2 separate regions of the Danio rerio genome follow, and region 2 is linked to region 1. The links are chromatin contacts, called in public HiChIP or PLAC-seq maps. All regions are on one chromosome and are shown on one strand. Each heading gives the region's core, a stretch centred on a gene start, on an enhancer-like site or on the middle of the called end of the contact. The rest is flanking DNA. Distances are from core to core; before and after follow the strand shown.

Region 1 (3,951 bases), core at 405-2,904:
TTGAAATGTGACAGATATGAATGTATGCCTTGCTTTTCATTTAAAACCGTTAATATTTATTCATTTTAGAAATAAATGTTTCATGAATGTACATTTCACAGCGGTACTGAACTCGGAGCTGAGCCAGTGTTTTTTTTTTTCTTTACAAGGTTTAGTGTGAGACTGCAATTTCACAAGGCTGTTCACACAGTGCTGGAAACCTATTATGCTAAATTCATTTTTACATGTTGTTTGATGTATACCCACAGTGTGTAAACACCACCTGTTTCGGTTAATATACATAACTGACTGTGTTTATGCGAATTTGAGTGTGTGTTTTTTTAAACAACCCAGTGGTTGTCGACTGCGCTCCTGGGCCACCTCCCCAAAAAACTGATGTTACATTTTCACAGAATACCAGAGCCACAGGAAGTAAGGAAAATGGGTGGGAAGCTCCTATTGACACTATAAATATGCAAAAATGGATGTCAATCCAGGGTTTAAGACTGTACAGTTTGAAACTCTAGCTTATAAATACCCCAAATTAATTATTAAACTTGGGTACATTATGAGCAGTGTAAAACATGAGCTTTTATAAGTGAAGCACTTTAGAGAAGATGTGCAACTTGTGCAAAACACCGGGTCAGTAAGGCCTCTTCATGCGGCATGACGCTAAACTACGCACGTGGGCTGGTGTGATTTCGGTTTAATCAAAGCTGTATTTCTTGTTTTGTTTTTTCATATATTAAACCTTTAAAACATTTCCATACCCTGCATTATTTTCCATACAGATTTTCTAGAAGTGGCAAGTTTATTATTATTTCTGTCTGGCTAGAATGACACCCCTTTAAGCATTAGAAAATAGTGAGAAACTGTTTTGAGAGCATATGCTGTGGTTACAGGAATGAGGGTGGTGTAACCTGGTGAACATGAGAAAAACAGTTGCAGTTTACCTTAAGCACATTTAACGAACATGTAATCGAAGGTTACATCATTACATCTAGGCCAAAACTGCATTAACATTAGCTTGCTATTTATCTTTTATAGGAGTGATAATGCGTCATAATTAGGTTAGCTTGAAACCTGAACCTTTCTCATTTAAGTCATTTAAGTTTCAGTTTAGTTAGGAACGCTATATACACTGGTAGTTTGCTATTGGACATATGTGCCTTCCTCAGTTGACTAATAACTTTACATGTTTTATTTTCAAAGTAAAAAATAATAATTAAAAAAAGTGTTTCTAAAGGTATCAAGAAGAATATTTTTTCCCTCAGCATCAGTATCACTTTATGCTCGCTCAATCTTCTTGACCTAAAAACTTTCTCCCAGGCATTACACAAATGCTAAATTGTCCCTGAAAGCCAGTAGAGTTTGTGGCATTTAAAAACTAGCATTTGTGTGTGAGAAAACAACAGTAACAAATGTTTTGTCCTTTATTCATAGGTGTCGAGGCCAAGAGAGGTGGCACATTTGAAAGGACGCTCCAAAGAGAACTGTACAAAATGGGGCAATGCAGATCAAGCTTCTCTCCTTCCATTTGAGACAACAACGAAAGGCAACCACGAGGACGGACGACAGCTCAGCCGGAGGCGGCGAAGGTGGAGGAGGGAGTGGAGGAAGTGGAGGTAAAGGAGGAGTTGAAGGAGGAGGGGTGCGATTCCAGCAGCAAAAGGTATGGCCAACGGAAACGCAAGCAGCGATGGGCCTGGGAACCCCTTGGCGGCCGTGGTGTCCACAACAGGTGGAGTGATGGGTGGAGCACCTTCTTCTGCCGTCTCCACCTATGTGAAACTCGTCCTTCTAGGCCTGATCATTTGCATCAGCCTGGTGGGCAACTTAGTGGTATCCCTGTTGGTGTTACGAGACAGAGCCTTACACAAGGCACCATACTACTTTCTTCTGGATCTCTGTCTCGCCGACACCATTCGCTCAGCGGTCTGCTTTCCCTTCGTGCTGGTGTCCATCAAGAACGGCTCGGCCTGGACTTACAGCGTGCTCAGCTGCAAGGTGGTGGCCTTCATGGCCGTCCTTTTCTGCTTCCATGCTGCCTTCATGCTGTTCTGCATCAGTGTCACACGCTACATGGCCATTGCCCACCATCGTTTCTACTCCAAGCGAATGACCTTCTGGACCTGTGTTGCGGTGGTGTGTATGGTCTGGACACTGTCAGTCGCCATGGCCTTCCCGCCTGTCTTTGACGTCGGCACGTACAAGTTCATCCGTGAGGAGGACCAATGTATCTTTGAACATCGCTACTTCAAGGCCAACGACACGCTAGGCTTCATGCTAATGCTGGCTGTGCTAATCCTGGCCACTCATGTGGTGTACATGAAGCTCCTGCTGTTTGAATACAAGCACCGAAAGATGAAGCCGGTCCAGATGGTTCCAGCCATCAGCCAAAACTGGACCTTTCATGGACCTGGAGCCACCGGTCAGGCGGCTGCAAACTGGATAGCTGGGTTTGGCCGTGGCCCAATGCCTCCCACTTTATTGGGCATAAGGCAGAACTTGCACAACCAGAACAGACGCCTACTGGGCATGGAGGAGTTTAAGGCTGAGAAGCAGCTTGGCAGGATGTTCTATGTCATTACCTTGTTTTTTCTGGTGCTCTGGTCCCCGTACATTGTGGCCTGTTACTGGAGGGTCTTTGTGAAGGCATGCACCATCCCGCACCGGTATCTGTCCACCACTGTGTGGATGAGTTTTGCCCAGGCAGGTGTGAACCCCATCATCTGCTTTTTCCTCAACAAGGACCTGAAGAAGGGTCTGCTGGCCCACCTGCCTCCCTGTTGTAGAACTCCACCTCAACTGCCCCGTGAGCCTTACTGTGTCATGTGAAGATGAGTGTTCATTCATTATGTTTTTTTGTTGTTGTTGTTGTTTATTAGTTTTTTCTGTTCTTTCTCTTCTGGATGGTTGAAAAGTGGACAGCCTGGGGGAGGGAATAAGAGGTCTTTAAAGATGGAGACATGGACAAACTTTAAGAGTTGTTCTGTTGTGGCCTTTGATTCAGTTTAAGATGCTTTAAAGGGGTGGATGTCATTGAATAAGCATCTACTGTCACCTTAATGATTTTTAAAGGGAAAATGGGCTCTAAGCTAATGTGTGGTTTGGTAATCAACTCTAAACTGGTTTGAAGAACCATATGTTTCTTATTTGGGTGGTGCAAATTTGCAGATCAGCCAAGCCGGTGTTATATTTTTTGGTGAATGTATGAAGGCTATGTCAAATGGCTTTTTTATGATTGATCGCTACAAACATTACCTTTTGATTTGGCTCAGTATGTGTATCCCTTTACATGGATCCTGAGGGCCTCAAATCAAAGATTTGCAAAAATAGTATTCATGCCTTGTGAACAACTGCACTCCTGGCAGAGAAATTTATATTATTTGAACTACTGATTCAAAAATACTCAATGTGCATGTGTATTACCCTATCTTTAAGGGAAAACAAACTTGAGATTTAACATTTTCTGAGAAAGAGTGCCAAGCATACGCCTCTGGGAATGAATGAGGCTGACAAAAAAGACAAAGTTCCTATAATTTGTCCTAATTGGTTGGGCTGAATCCTTCCTGTGACTCAGGCAGGAATTAAGACAGTGTGTAGAAAAATAAGGAACTTCCAGAAGAAATAATATTTTTCCTCTCAAGATGATTCAGAGGGATTGTAGATGAAAGGAGCTGACTGAAAATGTGAATGAATCTGCGTGAATTATGGCCTATTCAGGTTTTCCCTGAGTTACATTTTACTGTAAATTATTGTTTTTTATTTATGTTTTTTTTCTCTCTTTCTCTGAACTCTGTTTACTTATTCATTTATAAATTGTTTCATAGCATTGCACAAAATAACTCATGCCCTTATAATTTCTATGATCAGTCTTATGAAAAGGTAAAGTACTGTATCTGGTCTCGCTATGTGAAGTGATAGATCAGGATTGATTGAAAAATGTGATATGAGGTTAAACCAACCAAT
Region 2 (3,951 bases), core at 445-2,944, 220 kb before region 1:
TCTGAGTAAAAATTTGCTAGCTCTTTCCATTTAGGTATTAAGATTAAGAGTTAAAACAAAATGCATTTTATTTCTTTTTTTAAGTTAAAAAGACAAAAGTAGGTTTGGTTCTGTCATGTCACTTCTTGTCACTTCTACATTAAACAGCGGATGGTTTTCTATATAAATCTTTACTTGAATTTTTAAAACGAATTGCATTTCTAGACATGTTTTTTTATTCTGCAATACTGCGTTTTAAATGCAAAATTGTTATGTCATTTCTGCATTCTACTTGGAATATATTGCTTTGTTTTGCTCTGTAAAAATGTCAAGTCCTTTACATATAGATTTTTTTTTTAACTCTTTTAAAAACCACCTCTCTAGACCTTTCTTTCATTGTGCTAGACACGTTTTTGTTCATGGCTTGTTTCTAAATTATGTACTTTAGTAAATGCAGATAGACAAAAGTGTTGGACAGTTGTTATTGCGCACTGTGTGTTTTGAAAGCTCAGTGAGCTGATGTTAAGATAAGTTCAACGAGATTTCAATCCACTTCCCTGCATCTCCCGTCAGACGCACAAACGCTTTCTGTGTGAACGGATTTCTTGCGTATTACCTCATTATAACACTGTTATAATATGCCATATTTACATACTTTTTCTTTAATAACAACAAAATATGCAAACAATATGTTTCATGGCCAAATAATAGGTTTTAACTGTATTTCTCGAACCTTGTAGTGTTGAACAAGAAACTCTCGCGCCTTGTTGTAGATCATCTCGTCCAGCGCGCTGGAGTAAAGTGCGAGCGTGTAATCATAGTCAAAGCCGTAGATGTCCACCTCCTCCAGATTCACCTCATTATTGGCGTAGATGGTGGAGGGGTTCAGGAGACTGCACACTCCTGGAGGAATCAAATCTGGAACGAGGAAATGAGCCTTAAAGTTGATTTTTTTTATTTATTATTATTTAATATATATATATATATATATATATATATATAATGTGTAAATTATTTATTTAACTGTCCATAGACATGGCAAATAAGCCCATCTTTCTTAGACCGGAGGCTATGGTGAATTAAAAAACATCGATCATGCTCTGGACATGTGAATGGCAGTTGGCAGTTGTTTACAAAATGTCCAGAGGCCAGCGCCTCTTTAGGAGGGTTGAAAAGAGGACGAACGAGTTTTGGAGCCCGTGCAAATATTAAAGATGATCACATTTAAGAACTGAAGTTATATCAACATACCGTGCACGAGCCGTTTCATCTCATTGTATCTTGCCCACAGGTATGTTTTATTGTTGATCTGCGGGGCCGTGGATGAAAAAGCCCTGCCAGATTTGGTCAGGGATTCTTCGCCTCTACTTTTGCCCACAAACTGGTGTCTGTGAGATGTGACTGGTGCTGCAACCGGATTATGATTAGCTGCCAAGTGTTTCGTCGGTCCACAGTTTTGTCCATCTTTGCAGCATTTCTGTCCGTTCATTGTTGAACCAGTCGAGGTGAAGCTCCCGCATGCAAAAGCAGGAATATTCAATCCTGCGCAAAGGGAAACTCTGCAGCTGGAGCCTCTTTGCCACATTGCGTTACTAAAACTTCCTATTTTTTTGCAAGCCATGTCTAAACTATCCTAACGAAGTTGTTTACTTCTTTCATTCGCACTTGCCCCGCGTGTTCAGCACAACCACTGCTGTTGGAACTGATAGAGCTTTGTTGAGGGCATCGCTGGGTGGGGCACAAGCTGTAGAGCTATCGAATCAAACGACAAACATATAATGATTGACGGTTGGTTGAGCCAATAAGACGCGGACATTGACGCGTCGCTCATTTAGGGGTTTGGTTTAGGGGGAAACGTGTTTACATGCCTGTTCAACCAATACGTTTCCTGGATATATATTTTTTTGCAATATTTCATGCCTCGCGATTGGTCAAAACGACATAGCAACTGCCTACATGCGCTACGTGACCAATATGGTTAAGACAGTTTTTGTTCTTGGAGACGCTGGCATGTATGTACTAGAACAACAGTAAAGGATCGGGTTGTTCTTCAAAAACATTTTTTTCCTGAAGCTTTTTTGTATGTTTTCAGTTTTGCATGTTTCACTGCAGATGTCAGGAGCGCTGATAGACAAATCCGCTGCAGCATAAACACTGAAACAAACGGGAGGCATCATGGGACGCTTTAGTGCAATGGCAAAACAATTGATTTACTTCTGCTGACCATGTGTTCGACTTATCTTACTGTCTTATCCTAAAAGATAGCAAATCTGGTTTTATGCATGAAACTCTTCCGAAATGCACACATTTTTTCAATTAGTCGATTTCAGGTCGTGCTGAAATCACGTTTTACACACATTCATTTGATTCACAACTTGTTATAAATAACAGGACATAAATTAAAGGGAGTAAAGACGCAAATGTTGCTGCTAAATGGTCATTTTATATCGGAAATAACTAGCTTATTCCAGCTGCATCGAGATTGAAAATCATACAACATTCATTGAAAACGTAAGGAACAGGGTGTGGCTAGAGTTTTGCAGAGGACTGTTTGACAGACTCAGAAGAATCCTGATCAAAATAACCGAATCACCGTTATATATTGTCAAAAACATTTCGGGTATAAAATTTAATTCCTAAACTTAATTGCAACTATGATTACAGAAAACAGGGAAAACAAAAACCACACGCCAAACACGTAAACGCAGATGGAACGTGTGGTTTTGGGACATTTTTGTGTGGAAAAAAATGGTCGTTATCACCTTTTACATCAAAAGAAGATTTCAACACATGGCCCACGTGACAAACAAGTGTGTGTGTGTGTGTGTGTTTACCCCATTTAGGCCTATGATTTTATTGCTTTTACTTTTTAAAAAGTTTCTTAAAGTAACATTTATATTAGATAGGAGTGTAATGTAAATGAGAAATATTTTGTCAAATAAGTTAATAACTTCCCAAGGACAGCAAGTGGAAAAATTAACATGTTTTCATATATAAAATCTGATTTGTGGTAAACCACAAAACATTCCTTTTGATGTAGATTCTGTATCTTTACTTTCTCCCAAATTGAGCAGCACCACTCAAATAATTACAGTAAACAACATCTTGACAAACTGAATGGTCAAATATCTACATTCTAAAGTCAAAACCTCATTCCTGATGCTAAATCAGAGATAGATGATTCCTCAGGAAGTTAGTCTGTCCTCAAGAAAATAACATCCGGTGACAGCTTGGTGAAATAACAGAACATCATGTTCAGAGATTGAGCAGATGCACAGTATACAAGTCATGGTAAATTACAAAACATTCGCTTCCATATAATCTCTAAAATCAAACATTCCAAAGACAGGCATAAACTATGAAAGTCTTGAAAATCATTTTGATTGGGACAATCATCAGTGTTAGTCAATCAGACACTTAAATGTGTTTTCCTACAGACAGTACTTCTTGTGACAGTATAACTTTCAATGATGAATATTTGAACCAAGATCAAAGGATCCATCAGAGCCAAACAAACAGATATGTTATCAAATGAATGCTTTAATACAAAACAGGTAAGCTGTTCATGAGTGTTTTAACTTGTTATCAGCCCACTATCCTCCAAGCACAATCAAACGGTCCGAAACTAGTACGGTTCATGAGAAGTTCAACCCATTTAAATGGACAACAGTCAGAGACCACGGCTAACTTTCAGAATATGGTTATCACTTTATAACAAAGAGGTTTTACCAAGCTGAAGCACCAGTACCGGTCCTTCCCAAATTATTGCAGTCCAAGCTTTTTGTTAAAAAACTGAATCTCATCACAATGATCAGAGTTAGCTTTAACTAATATTTCTTCAAATTTGTGTCATTTTGATGCAAAAAACTCTTGTGTTAAAACCCTCAATAAAGAGCTGAAAGTTGCTGACGTGATGAGGATTATTTCGGATGGAGGGCTGACGCAGATGGAGCCAAACCGTCGTCTCTCGAA

Evidence for each region. HiChIP or PLAC-seq counts read pairs in DNA pulled down with a chosen protein or histone mark.
Region 2: a contact with region 1 is called in an H3K4me3 HiChIP or PLAC-seq map of embryo, with 2.1 times the contacts expected there. The contact joins the promoter of nt5dc2 here to the promoter of gpr173 in region 1. A contact is called at or near these places in 2 of 4 datasets of contacts at active chromatin or transcription factors (embryo and gastrula embryo).

Annotation. Positions count from the first base shown.
Region 1 is chr8:25,308,259-25,312,209 of GRCz12tu, reverse strand. It overlaps gpr173 (G protein-coupled receptor 173), which reads left to right and starts at 1,654. Exons shown (of 1, transcript NM_131498.1): 1 at 1,654-2,817. The coding sequence starts at 1,654. The coding sequence ends at 2,817. All of the region lies in intron 2 of foxp3b (forkhead box P3b), which reads right to left.
Region 2 is chr8:25,531,527-25,535,477 of GRCz12tu, reverse strand. nt5dc2 (5'-nucleotidase domain containing 2) reads right to left here and starts at 1,694. Exons shown (of 14, transcript NM_001077143.2): 1 at 1,231-1,694; 2 at 713-897. The coding sequence starts at 1,600. ccdc22 (CCC complex scaffolding subunit CCDC22) reads right to left here. Exons shown (of 16, transcript NM_001025485.1): 16 at 2,818-3,951.